Linked DNA regions of Mus musculus: region 1 is linked to region 2. A link is a contact called in public promoter capture Hi-C data. All regions are on one chromosome and are shown on one strand. The core of a region is the stretch at or near the end of the contact, and the rest is flanking DNA. Distances in the headings are between cores, read along the strand shown. Region 1 has its middle 4.0 kb from the start of Gm29890. Region 2 overlaps Aspg (asparaginase).

Region 1 (6,568 bases), core at 1,871-4,370, 220 kb before region 2:
ACTAAAATGAGCTAGCCTCATGTACTGGCTGTAAGGCATTTTCTTAATTAGTGATCAAGGTGGGAGGGCCCATTGTGAGTGGTGCTATCCCTGGGCTGGTAGTTGTGGGATTTATAAGAAAGTAAGCTGAACAAACCAGGGGAAGCAAGCCAGTAAGCAGCATTCCTCCATGGCCTCTGCATCAGTTCCTGCCTCCAAGATCCTGCCCTGTGTGAGTTCCTGTCCTGACCTCCTTTGGTGATGAACAGCAATGTGGAAGTGTAAGCTGAATAAACCCTTTCCTCCCCAACTTGCTTCTCGGTCATAATGTTTTGTACAGGGATAGAAACCCTGACTAAGACACCTCACCCACGGGTTAGGATGACTGTCATCTGTAAGACAAAAGTCGAGAAGTGACCTCAAAGGTGTGGGGAAGGGGAGTGTCGGCACACTCTGGGTGGGCATGTGAGTTAGCACAGCCACTATGACAGAAGGCAAGGAGGTTACTTGAAAAATTAGCATCCGAACAGCACATGATCCATCAACCTGCAGTGGGTAACATCCACAGGAGAGCTGCGCACGCCTGCGCCACGGGCTTTATTGCTGCACGCTCACACCAGCCTAGCAAGGGAAAGAGCCCAAGCATCCGTCAACTCCTAGTCACATAAAGAAAGTGTAGTACATAGCCTGGGAAGCGACTCGGCGCGGAGAAGGAGCGATCCTGTCACTTGTACAATGCGGATGGAATTACAGGTCATTAAGTCAAATGAAGGTGTCGAGAGACAAGCCCTACATGATCTCACCCAAACAGAACGCTGAAAAGCTCATCTGGTGATGTCATAGAAATTGAGAGAAGCAGTTCCCGGAGGCTGGAGAGTGGAGAGAGGCGCACGTGGCAGGGGGAGGGGGAGGGGGGAGGGGGGTGGGAGGGGGGCAGGGTTGTGTTGGGGGGGGGGGAGAAGTTGACCAGTGGATGCGAAGTCACAATTAAGCCAAAAAAAATGGGTTTGCACAGCACAGACAGACATAGCAGCAATGTCCTGCACGTGTCCCAAAACCTAGAGTGAAGGGTTGTGAATGTTTCTGCCACAGAAGCAATGAACTTTGGAGGAGGTAAACATGTTTATGCAGATTTGAACCTCACACAATGTGCACATATGTCAGAACACCACAGGATGCACTGGAGATATGTATAGCTTCTGTGTGTCAAAACTTAAACTCTTAAACAATGCCCTTAAATCTATTTACTGCTTTTCTCTCCCCTCCCTCTCCCCTCCCTCCCTCCCTCTTTCATTCCTTTCCTCCCTATGTAGCTCAGGCTGGCTTTGAACTCCAGCCTCCCTCATACTGAGATTGCAGATGTGTGTGCTACCATGCCCACACCATTGGGTCTCTTATTTTATATTTTCCACTTAGGATTTTTTTTTTTATAGATTCAGATTCTTTGGTAAATGCTTTTCCCTCTGCATTTCCTCACCTTTGCCTCTCTTCCCTTGCTGGCTATTTTAGGACCCTTGTGGAAGAGTTCCAAACGCAAGTCACTGCTGACCCTGTTCCCTGTGTTTCCCTTCTGGCTCGGCTGTGTGTCTCTTGGCTTTCTGGAGTGGTTGTTATTGGCAGCTGGAGTTGATATATAACCAAACACTGCAGAAGTTATCCGTTTTGTCTCTGCCAGGAGATGTCACCCCACCTCTGATAGTACAAGAATGGGGTGACCACCGGGCCCAAGAAGGGCTGTGCAGACTGGCTCCATAGACGTTCAGATGTGAGCCAGGGGCAGGGAAGCAGGTCTTTCAGGGCCTATAAAAATATGATTTCGGGGGTGGTGGTGGGGTTCCCACTCTGCTCTTCAGAGGTCTAGGGCTTTGAGTATCTTCTACACTGTGCAATTTCAATGCCTGAGGAACAGCAGGGAGTAACCTGTTGCCAGCTTATGTGACTCGGGCTAATCCTGTCTGCAGTCTGGACCATGGTGACAGCTCTTTCATCCTGTGTGTTCTGGTTCTTAGATAGGAGCCTGAGCCTAGAGCTCTAGGCAGGCCATGAAGAGATGCCTACAGAGAACACTCATACCTCTCAGATTTCCTCTGGTTGGCATTGGGAGCCCCTGGCCCTTGACCTTCCTGGTTTCCTCTTTTGCTCTCATTCCCTTTGACTCAAAGGGAGCCAGAGGCAGAGAGGGTGTTTGCAGCCTCAGACATTCGCCACTCAAAGTTGTTTCGGGACTACTAACATCCTCTGTACAGGTCACAGGGAGCTGGGTGTGCCTCGGTCTCCTGAGCTCCAAGTCATGGCAGCAGGACACCCATTAGCTCACTTCGTGTCACCATGGCGGGCTGCATGTCCATGGAATGTCCCTCTAGTACCCCAAAGGTCCAGCCCTTGTTCTGGGCCACTGCTGGTCACAGGAACAGAGAGAGGGAAAGGAAAGCCTGGTGGGTAGTACAGGGTCATCCCAAGAGGATGACACAGTCACAGCTGCTCAGTGGTCACTGTTCAGAGCACGATCAGAGCAGGTCAGGAGGTATGGAGGGCCAGGGTCTGGAATCCACACCCTCCACTCTGTCACTGTGTGCTAGTTAGAACACTCTTCTTGTTGCTAGTCTTGGAGTGGGGCAAGAGCTCATTTCTTAAAAAATTGTAATTCCCTGATGAGTGAGATTGACTTTTGATTTGTTCCTTGGATTTACTGGGAAGCAGGAAGCATTCCAAGGTCAGAGATAAATGTGGCCTGTAAAGCACCTATAGCTCTGCATTCTATAGGGCCTGCACTCCGACACCCTTCCTAATTTGACGCACTTCCTCCCTCACCGAGTACTAACAATGCTTTGATGAATTTCTATTACAGCTGTGTCCGGTAGGTTTCCGTATGTGTCTAACAGTTTTTCTGTGCGCATTTGTGCCAGAGGCTGTGCACATACAGGTTTAAGCTTGTCACAGCTGTGCTAGGCCTGATACCTCTATTAACATACATGATTTGTGCCGTGAGTGGTTTTGACTGAGATTAGCTTTCGTCCGTCCTCTGGTCATTTCCTCTGCGTCTGTATCCATCTTTGTTCCTTAGCCACGCATCAGGATTTATGAAAGTGTCTCTTTCAGACAGCACATGATCCGGACTCTGGTTCCAAATGTGACCTCATTCTGCCCTCCCAGTGCGTCTGAGCAGAGCGAGGCTCCGCTCAGCACGTTGTGGCTGCTGCATCTCTCATCCCCACCCCTTTCTCTCTGCCTTTAACCTCAAGTCTATCAGAAATGCACTCAAGTCTTTGGTACCTATAGATGAGCAAAAACCAAGTCCCTTCCTGACAACACTCATGTCCCTGGTGTATGACCAGGCTGTGTTTGGATCCTGCCTCTCTCTCTCTGTGTTGTCAGGAACCCAGAACTACTTTGCCCGCTCCCAAACCCAGCCATCCACTCATCCATTAACTCATTGCTGCTGGCCATTGCTCTGATGTCCCCACCTGCCTGTCCTGCCTGGGATGATTGCCTGACCTGCTGCCATGCTGGGTCACTACCTTCCCCCAGCCCACTTGCTAACCCCGGCTCTATACCTCTAGGCTCCATTTAAACTCCAGGTTCCCAGTGTAGGCCTCTGGCCTTAGCCGTCTATGGAATGAGCACTGGGGTACTGCAGCCGACTGACTGGGGCTCACATCTGTCTAGACCACAAACAGATGACTCAGGTCCCCATTTGCTCTCTTTCCTCCGAAAAATGGTTCCAACTTGCTTCCTCTGCATGGAGCCCCTGTGAGTACCAGGACAGAGCCCCCAAGGGGCGCCCTGTGTGTACCTGGGATGTCGGGAAGGAACGCACTGATGGGTTGTAAGGTGTCAGGCACTCACTAACTGGCTGAGTGGGCTATTTTTAGCCTCCCACTCTCACTCCATACTGAACCTGAACGCCCTCAAAAACTGTCAAGTGGGGGATTTCCTGTGGTGGCTCTTCGGTGACTTGCTTTTGTCTGTGTCTACGAATGCCATTTATCCCACGGTGACATTCATGGGCGGCTCCCGAGGGAACCCTTGCCACCACCTGCACTGTGACTTTCAGGTCATCAGAGTTAATTATCTCCAGACCAAGTTCTTGGAGAAGGGGGTAGCTCTGTGACAGCCGCGTTTGGAAGTCAGAGATTGACACATGACTACACTGTGACCCACAAGGTGAGGTCTCAACCCGCTCCTCTGTTACCTGGGAGATGCACAGAGATACCCACAGCAGAATGGAGACAATAGCAAGCAAAAAATCTCTCATGGCCAGATAGTGACTTGGTGATTGATTGACAGGTTGACTGGAGCATGGAGGTCATGCGGGCATGGGATCTTTGTCCTGTGTCATTTACAGCCAATGTCACCAGCATCATACCACCCTGCCAACCCTGCTGTGCTGGGGCTCCACTGACCTGAGGGAGCAAGCATTTCTCATCACCACTACTATGTAGTCCTTAATGGAAGCTGCTTCTGCCAGGCTGCACACCCAGATTTCCACGTTGACCCTGCATGTCAACTGGCATTAGAGAAAGACACTGAGGCCCACACTGAATAACGGAGTTGTAGATGTTAGACCTGGTTCTTCAAGGAGTTCAGGAGTGATGTGATGCCTGTAATTTCGTGGGAATCCTCTTCTGCGGAGGGAGGACTGGGAGGAGGGACAGTCCCTGATCAGTCTGGCATGCTGGGAAGGAAGCTCAGATGAGACACTTTACTTTAAGGATTACCTACAAGAGACCGAGAATGGATCTGGCTCCTTGAGACCCATGATGGGACTTACAGATCCCTCTGCTCCCTGCTGCCTAAGTAAGTCGGGGATCCAGAGGGTCCCGGAGGAGGGAGCACACTGGTGGGAGCACTGGCAGGAAGCCTCACTGGGAGACAATCTCATGCACGCTGCACTGGCATACAGTCCTCTTAGGCTCTGCAGCTCTGGCCTCTATCAGCTACCCCTGGACCTTGCCCTGAGCTCCGTAGTACTGCCTGAATCTCATTCTGCATTGCTCTAGTTAACAACGGTACCTGGAGTCCTGAGAACTCTGGAAGATGCTTTCTGCGGCTGGACTTGAATGACAGTTTTACTCTTTTCCCCGTGCACTGGTAGAGAACTCTGGCTAGTCTGTTCTTTCCCTGAGGTATGGCTGCCTACTCTTTGTGCTTGGCTACTGGTTGAAGAATTTAGAATGTGGACTTCCCTCCTTGCTGCCTGGGGCTGCACCCGTTCCAAGACTGTGTCTTTCCCAGCACCTGCTGCTAGACTACTTTGCTACATTTTAACCTGATTTTTGAAAAATGAATGTTGCACATGGGGCCTGCCTGCGTGCATGTCAGTGAGCCACAGATACCTTGTGGTCAAATTCCCTGGAACTGGAGTTACAGATGGTTGTGAGGCAACAAGTGGCTGCTGGGAATTGAACCCTGGACCTCTGGAAGAACAGTCAGTGCTCTTAACCACCGAGCCATCTCTCCAGCCTTTAACTTTACCTTTTCCTCTGCGAGGCTGCTGACTGGGTGAGCACTGCACCTCTGTCTTTGTTTTTGCTTTCTTATCTTTTCTCTATTCTATTGGTTTTGCTCCCCGCTTCTCAAGCCTTGCCCCACCCCCACTCCAAATCTTGGGCAATGTCTGTCTTGACAATGTTCCACCAGAGTCAAGTGCAGCTTCTGTGTAGCCATTTGCTTTCCCTTTCCTGTTGACTTCTTGCTTTGATCTCTATGCTGGCGCCAGGCCAGGCCACAAAGCACCTGTATGGACTGTCCACCTGTGATGTCTACAGCTGCCTAACAGCCACACAGCAGCGTTACCAACATCAGGACCAGTGTCTGTCCTGTATCCTTCCTAACGCACAGCTCTCCCTCCCTGTACCTTGTTAACTTCCCTTTAACATACCTCCAGGGCTTCACTGATGTCTCCTGGAGTCAGGCAGTGGTGTGATGCGTTTAAAGCCTCCCCCCCTCCCCCACCCCTGAGAAGCTGGAGTGACCTTCACAAGTAAGTAAGATACAGCATGCCCAGCTTCTCCTCACTCTGATTAAGAATAAAATCCATGCTGCTCAGGACCTCCAACCCAAAGCCTCCCCTTTCCTGTCTCAAAGGATGCTGGGAAGCTGCCCTGATACCCCAGCTCTTTACCACAGCCGTCTTCACATCCGATACCTCTGAGGTGGCCATTCATGTAGCATCTCCCTCATCATAGTCCCCAGCGCCAATCCAGAGATGTTTGCTTGATGATCTCAGATCGTAGGTTACATAATGTCTGGACCACTTCTCAAACATTACCTGGCAGACCGTTCCCAGCGTATTCTTGAATGTAGACATTAGCCCCATTTTTTCCACTAGATGACATGAGCCGTTAAATTAGCTTTGTCTGGTGTGAGGCAGCGACTTTTGCTCATCATCTTAGCCTGGGAACCACTTCCCGACACCAGTGGAGACCTGGGATGTGGAACCTGCCAGAGATTTCAGAGCTCCTCATGCTGTGCTTCCGTGATTTCTTTCAGAAGCGTCTGCCCGACCAGCACTAAGGCTAGGCGTAGCAGGGCAGAACAGGGCTCAGGTCACAGGAGCAGAACTGGGAAGCCACCTGTGACTCTAGCC
Region 2 (7,088 bases), core at 1,829-4,328:
AGCAGCTCTCAGCAGCCCAATGACACTCTGATGCCTGTCATGGAAGAGTGCTGATTGTCAGTGTGGCCTGGACCCTGCCAGCCTCACTCAGTTCTCAGAGGGTGGGGGGGTGGGGTGAGAACTGGGGCGACTCAGACACCCACAGCCTAGTCCCAGACAAGGACTGTCCCCTGTTGCCCAGACCAGGGTGACACCTCATCCTTTATGGCCTCCATTCAGCCCACAGGTGGAAAAGCTCTTTGTGCAAACTGCACACCCCAGGAGGCCTCCCTCCTCAGCTGGGAGCAGCATCCCAGACACATTCAGCCAGTCAGTCCCACTGTGTCACACCACCGAAGTGACCTCTCTCTGCTCAGACCCAGGATAGGCCCTGGGGAAACCAAGTCAGTTGTGCCCCAACTCCACCCTTGGATATAGGTGGGGAAACGTGAACAGTGGGGGTCCAGCAAGGCGGGAGCTATTTCCTGAGGCGATCTAGCTAAGCCACACCTGGAGGGGCAGGGGTGTCAGCAGGGCCAAGGTGGAGCCTCCCAGACCTGTTCTGAAAAGAGGGCTCTGCCTCAGCATCCCCAACCCAGGGTGGGGGTGTCACGGGGAGGGATCAGGACTGGACACTACCATCTGATATTCCTGGGCAACTCAAGCACCCCACTCCCTAACAGCCCAGGGTCTGTGGGCTGTGCGCTGCTGTGAGAAGCCCAGGAGAAACTACTCTGGCAGAGATGCCTCTGCCAGGCTGGTCTGGGCCGCCGCCATGCTCCATGTACTGGCAGTAGAGGTCACAGAAGGAAGTACCCAACTCTGATGACATGATCTCTGCACCCAATGCTGCTCTTAGCTCCAGGATGGGGATACCAGCTGGACCCCACCGTGTGGCCTTAGCCTTCCTGCATGAGACGGGAGAAATTGGCAGGCTTGAGGGCACCTCAGGGTCCTGTCTCCTTTCCCTTACAGGATGTTGGGCAATGCCCAAACACCCACACTCTCTTAGCATGTCCAGGGCAGAGCCTGGCAGGCAGGACTGGAGAGGACAGGTTGAAGTGGCTATCTTTCCACATGGGGTGAGGAGGGCCAGTTGGGGACCCTCCACCCAGGTCACCTATGCCTGTCACAGCCCCTCTGCCAGCTTTTTTTCTGCCAGATCTTGGGAAACACGGATGACTGGAGGTCACCAGGAACTCCTCACACTTCGTCAGCGGTATTCTCCTTTCGGAGACACTGCCAGCGTCTTCTGAGGCCACCTCCTCCATGTAGCCCTTCCAGATTGCCCCACGGAAATATGCCTCCTTCACTGACCCTGTTTGTGTTCCACCCGATCTTTGTCCCCATCAGACAAGCGTCCGCCGTGCAGCTGCCCACATGCCCATGGCAGCACCCAGGCCCCTGGTACCTGCCCCTCACGGCCAGCAATAGTGGGCTCTGACCATCCTCATTACGGGCATCCACATCCGCACCCCTCTGCAGCAGCATGGTAACCACTGCGGCATGGCCCCTCCGTGCAGCCACATGCAGTGGGGTTTGACCACTATAGTCCTTCAGGTTTAGGTCTCTGTCCTAGGATGACACAAGGGCACAAGGCCTCAAAACAGGGCTAGGACAGGTCAGGTGAACCACCTAGAGGACTGGAAGGATGAGAGTTCACAGGTCCACCCCTACACCATCTTCCAGCAAGGCCCTGGGGCTGGGATGCAGGCCCCATTGCCCAGTGTGGCTTAGGAGCATTAGTGAGAACACCTGGGGAGGGTGTTCTGCCCGTGTGAGCGGCGTCCCACCCACTAGCTTGGTCCCTCAGTGGGGAACTCACCAGTTCCACAAAGGCCTGCAGGGTGTCCAGGTCACCAGCGTGAGCTGCAGCCAGGGCCAGGCCGGGCAGAAGAACATCCTTCATGGTATCAGCCTCCTGACAAAAAGGCAATGGTGACATGGGCCACTGCCATGCTTTGAGGCACTGAGTATTCACAGGATAAGAACAGAAAGAGCCAGCAGTACCTTGTCTATGTGAACCCATCTCTCCACAGGAGGAAGGTACCCAAATCACCCCACTGGAGGGCTCTGGCAGGAGTCCCCGTGCCCACCTGCCCCCACAGCCTGGAAGCAGAGACCAGGCTACCACCTGTTTCCCTCTATCTGCTATCTGTTCCATTTTCTGCCTCCCTCCGCTGCAGACAGGAAGAGTCACAGGTCATTCCTTGGGAGAGCATGAGAAATGGTGCAGGGTCCCCCCTCCCCCACACACATCAGAAAGGCATCAATGCACAGTATTCCTGGAAGGGCTACCGTCCCACTGCCCAGTCCCCCAGGGGTCCTCCAAGGCCCTGGAAAGTCTTCAAAGTGCCACTTTGTCCAGCGTCCATGCTGGCCCTAATCACAGCTTCAGGCCAGCAGGGCCCTAGAGGGACGAGGAACCTCATCACACAGTCACCCTAATGACGGGCCATACCCACAGGCAACAAGGAGTCATTAGCCACCTGGCTCATAAGGTAACTCTGCAGGAGCCACTTGCTGGGCTCCTGGGCCCTCTGTTTCCTCACCCCTGCTAGGGTCTGCGCACTCAAGTACTGAGGGCAGAGGAAAGCTTGGGGGTTAGACCACATTCCAAGGTGCCCGTGTGTAGCCTGGAACCCTTAGCTCAGAGTCCTGAAGAGACCCCAGTCAGCCCTGACTCTTCAGCACCAGGACAGACAGCAGGACAGACAGCATCCCACCTTGCTTAAGCTCACCCCAGTCTGAGGTCCAAGCCAGCAGGACGTGTCCTGACCACAGCAGCCCCTGCTTGGCGGCTCCATCTTTTCTATCTCCACACAACAGACAGGTCCCTTTCCTGACTCTGCCTTGAAATCCCTCTAAGTCCTCACCATGCACCCCAGAGCTTCTTCCTGGTCCCCTCCTAGGCCAGAATGACAGTACAGGAGATGGATGGTAGGTTCTGCCATCCCCCGAGTGTGTTCACCCTGCCACTCCCACACAACGCAGCTGGTACCTGGCTGCCATTCATACTGAGAAGCCAAGCTACCCTGCAGCCCAGCATGCCATCCTGCAGCAAGACATCTGTTGCAGGCAGCGTCATCTCCCCACGAAGATCCTTGGCCAGCAGCTGGAACAGAAGGATATGGAGGCTTAGCCACCACCGGACCGGGGAGTCCAGACTATTTGGAATGACCTGGATCCCACAGGGAGTTGGGCCTGACAGAGGTCTGATATTCCACCTCTGTGACACCCTGCAAGGGCTTAGTGTGACCCACAATGCCCACAGAAGGCTAACACTGCCCTCTCTCCCTAAAAACTCTAGGTTTCCTAAGACTTCAGCCAGGGCTTGGCAGCCTACAGGCCTGGAGCGCTCTGTAGGAAGTGGGAGGCAGGGCAGGGTGTCAGGAGCAGTGGGGGAGGGATACTGAACTGGTACCCAGAATCCAAGACTCCCCAGAGAAGGCTAGGGTGTGGCCTGGATGAACTGGGTCAGCACTGGCCCTATCTTCCCTTCCACTTCCAGAACACAGACACTCCTCCTAGCCCTCTCAGTAGTCAGCAGGTATTCATGTGCTCTCGGGAGTGCTCCGAGTCCCAAGGGTACACCCACCTTCTTCCTGTCATTCAGGCTCAGCCCTGGCTGGCCCAGCACATAGGACAGTTTGGCCAGGGCAGCCTCTGATGTCATGTCGAAGCCCGAGACTATGCCAGCTCCTGCCATGGCCTGTAGAGGAACCAGGAAAGGAGGCTGGCCCTGGGACCGCCACAGCGAAAGGGAAGCAGAGTCCAGATACCCTCCCTTTGTCCCAGGCCCACTTTCCACCCCTACCATGCCAGATGCATAGTCCGAAGTCACAGCCCCCTGAAGGCAATGGGTACAGTTGACAATGATCAGGCCTTGTTCGGCCGCCACCCGAAGCTCCTGTAGTAGGTCTGGCTTGGTGGGCCCATTCCCAGAGCCGAAGGTCTCCATGACCACGCCTTTCAGTGGGGGCTGGAGGAAGGTCCGGACCTGGGCAGGGAGCACAGATTTGGGAGTGTTTTCACTGGAAAGAACAACAGGGCTTATCCTATAGGCTTCCTAACTATCTGACTTCCCTCTCATGGTAAGCAGGGTCTCTCTGACTGTGGGGCGAGCTGAGCCTCAATAATTCCCCCTACCCCTCCAGTGTTAGCTTAGAGAACCAGGGCTCCTGACACTGAAGACCCTCAGAATGGGCCCTGCCCAGACTCCTCCAGGCAGGACAACTACATTCAAGGACAGAGGAGAGTTTTGTGTCCTATCAGCTGTAACAGGTAAGGGGGGCACCGCAGACATCACAAGAAGAGCCAGTTCAGAGGGCTGAAGACAGGAAGAAAAAGAAAAGGCAGAGAGAGAGGCAGCGGTGGGTGGGGTGGGAGGAGTACAATCAGGCCAGCCTGAGCTACATTCTAAGACCTGGCCAGAAAGAAAGCAGGAACAGTAGAAAGCAGAGTCCCTGGGGACACTCCCAGCCAGCCTCAGAGTGGCATCCTAAAGGTGGCACCAGGTGACCACACACATCCCCATGTGTCCACAAGCCCATACCCAGCCCAGATGCTCAGCCTCCCACCTTCAATCAATCAAGACTTCATCCCAGGAAGAGCGGAGCTCAACTAAGAAGGCAAGGCTGCCCAAACGGGTAAAGCCATCGCTCTGTGAAGACCTTGGCCTGAGCAAGGCCACCAGGGTGCAGGGAAGTAAGACCACAGTTCCAGGGAGCCCTGGAGGTATGAGGGCACGGGAGCCGTGGAGGGCACTGTAGGACAGAAGGCTCTAAGGTTTCCCTACCAGGGAGGCGGGAATTCCAGGGTAGAGGCGCAGTAGGCCCACGTCAGGCTCCATGCTACTGTGGACCACCAGATGGCTCTTCCCGCAGGCCTTCCGTACCAGCTCACGGTTGACTGAGGACAGAGAAAGGTCTCCATGGGTGAAAGCTCCAGCTGAGCCCCCAGACCTCCTCCAGTTTGTCTTTCTTGCCCACCCTCTTGTTCATCCTCCTCCAGGAATCAAATCAGCCCTGGTCTCCCTCAGGCAGGCACCTCAGTTCATAGCAATCCCATGGCCTGGGGGTGTGTGTGGGGTGACGTTAGGAGAAAGGTCAGTGGCCAAGCCAACCGGTGGTGACACAGATGGGGACGAGGTCTATGGGGCTGAGGGTTGGGGATGGCGGCTAACAGGGATGGGGAAGGAAGACTCCCAGTCAAGCCTGACTAAGCTGAAGGAAAAGTGTGTGGGGTGGGGACCGCACACCAGGCAAAGGGACTGGCGTATGCAAAGGCCGGATGGAGCAGCAGTCTGCTAGTCCCAGAGGAAGTCCAGCGGCTCCCTCTGATCAGACAGTCTGGCTTGTTGCCCTCTTGCTGAATACTGGGGACCCTCTCTGCCCACCAGCCGTCAAGTCAATTGGCTGATCTTCTCAAGCTGTGCCTTTAAAGAAAGCAAGCCTCCATCTCTTTACCCCACAATTCAGGGGGCTTACTAGGGCCCATCCCCCCTCCCATCCAGGTGCTGAGTAATGGCAGAATCCCAGGCCTAAACAGGGAAGGGAGGGGTAGGAATTTGGGGTCAGCACCCCTCAAACAGAGCCAAGCCAGGGAACCTTCCAAAGGAGCAATTGTCCACAGGGTTAAAGGCCACTGTGAGGTCACACCCAGGCACCCAGGCCACACGGGCAGGAACAGGCATGGCAAGTTATCGCTTGAACTTCATCAATCCTGGGCACCCAGAAGCCCCCAGGCCAACAGAGGTGGGATGTTGGTGGCTTCCCTGTAATAGATTGCAACAGGGGATCCTCTAGTCCAGCCTAGGAAAACTGAGTCCTGGAGAGGGGATGGTAGCCTTGAGGTGCCAAGCACGGAGCCAGGACAAGACCACAGCTCCAGGACCTCCTCCAAGACTGTCCACCCTCGCTGTCATCCTGACCTTGTGCTACGTGAGGGGGTCATGAACTCAGGAGGTCTACAGACAGAGCATCCACATGTGATAATCAACTTGACAGTATTCTGGACACACACTGAAGGGTGAGGGGTGGGGGTGGGGCAAGAGAGGGAGCAGAACCCTCAACTGCACACCCTACTGGCTACAGCATCCATCAGCTGATACAATGGCAATGTGAGGGGTCCTTTAATTTAAGGACCTGCATCTCAGCTGGGCAGACTGATAAGGCTGGGTGGCGGGAGTTACTGCCATCAGAAGAGTTATGGCAGGGGAAGGGGGTGGGGGGCTGTGCACAGAGACAAAGGACCCATGGCCAGCCACTCTCCTGATGAGCCTGGAAGTCTCTCCTTGGGATCTTTAAGTCCTCCCCACAGTGGTTCTGGGGACATAAAGGAGAAGGCAGCAATGACTAAGCTAGGCTGTCACCTCAATCCTTTAACAGCCCCTGCTGTGTTCCAGGCTGAGAGATGAATCTAACCTGGTAGTCTAGTCTGCTCTTAGCCTTAGGGTCTGAGGTGGCCCTGCCGGTTCTGGAGGTAGGTGGCTCCTAAGTACAGAGCAGGGCACATGCCTGTGTGTCAAAGGTATGGCGTAAGACCCCAAGCTAGTGGACAAGATCAAGGGGTGCCTTTGCAGCAGGGTGGCTCCCTCCCTCAGTTTCTCTGCTCTGGTGGCCTGGGAGGCTTCCCTGCAGAGCAAAAGATGGGAACTAGGAGTGAGAAGGGGAGATGGCACAGGGGAGGACAGAGGAATGAGCAGAGCCAGCAAGGCCTAGCTGCCCCCCAGGCACGGTGTCCCTGCGCCAGTGCAGAGCACACCGAGCAGTATGGTCCATCACCTTCCTGTCTGTCACCAAGGATGGTCCCTGGACCCCTCACCTCCCAGAGGGTAAATGAAGAGTCGGTGGCAGCCCTCAGGAGGCCCACATCATGTGGTATCAGGGTTGTGTCCTATGGCTTGCTGGCAGGAGGCAGGTGCAGGAGCTCCACGCCCCTCCTCCCCAGGCCCAGGCAGCCACACCCTGAGCAGAACCCCAGATTTCTCCACACGAGAACCGGCTGGGCAGCCTGCCGATAGCAAGAAGGCGAGGTGCAGGTTCCCACACACCCACACAGCAGGATGGTGGATCAGGATATTGGGCTGGGAGTGGGGGTGAGCCTCT

Evidence for each region. Capture Hi-C pulls out chosen DNA fragments and counts their contacts.
Region 1: a contact with region 2 is called in a promoter capture Hi-C map of adipose tissue. The contact joins two enhancer-like sites. A contact is called at or near these places in 5 of 115 datasets of contacts at active chromatin or transcription factors (craniofacial prominence, embryonic basal ganglia, embryonic forebrain and 2 more) and 3 of 9 other capture datasets (adipose tissue, embryonic stem cells and liver).

What each region holds. Positions count from the first base shown.
Region 1 is chr12:112,341,008-112,347,575 of GRCm38.p6, reverse strand. No RefSeq gene overlaps it. Among named protein-coding and RNA genes, the nearest start is that of Gm29890, 4.0 kb to the right of the region's middle. Within about 2 kb of position 3,120, at least 18 of the 459 cell types and tissues checked have an H3K27ac peak or open chromatin away from gene starts, as enhancers often do. A contact at or near this core is called in adipose tissue, where this site is marked.
Region 2 is chr12:112,117,756-112,124,843 of GRCm38.p6, reverse strand. It overlaps Aspg (asparaginase), which reads right to left. Exons shown (of 15, transcript NM_001081169.1): 7 at 4,778-4,890; 8 at 3,797-3,979; 9 at 3,578-3,691; 10 at 2,981-3,094; 11 at 1,805-1,900; 12 at 1,391-1,554; 13 at 1-34. Among named protein-coding and RNA genes, the nearest start is that of Mir203, 9.6 kb to the left of the region's middle. Within about 2 kb of position 3,078, at least 6 of the 459 cell types and tissues checked have an H3K27ac peak or open chromatin away from gene starts, as enhancers often do. A contact at or near this core is called in adipose tissue, where this site is marked.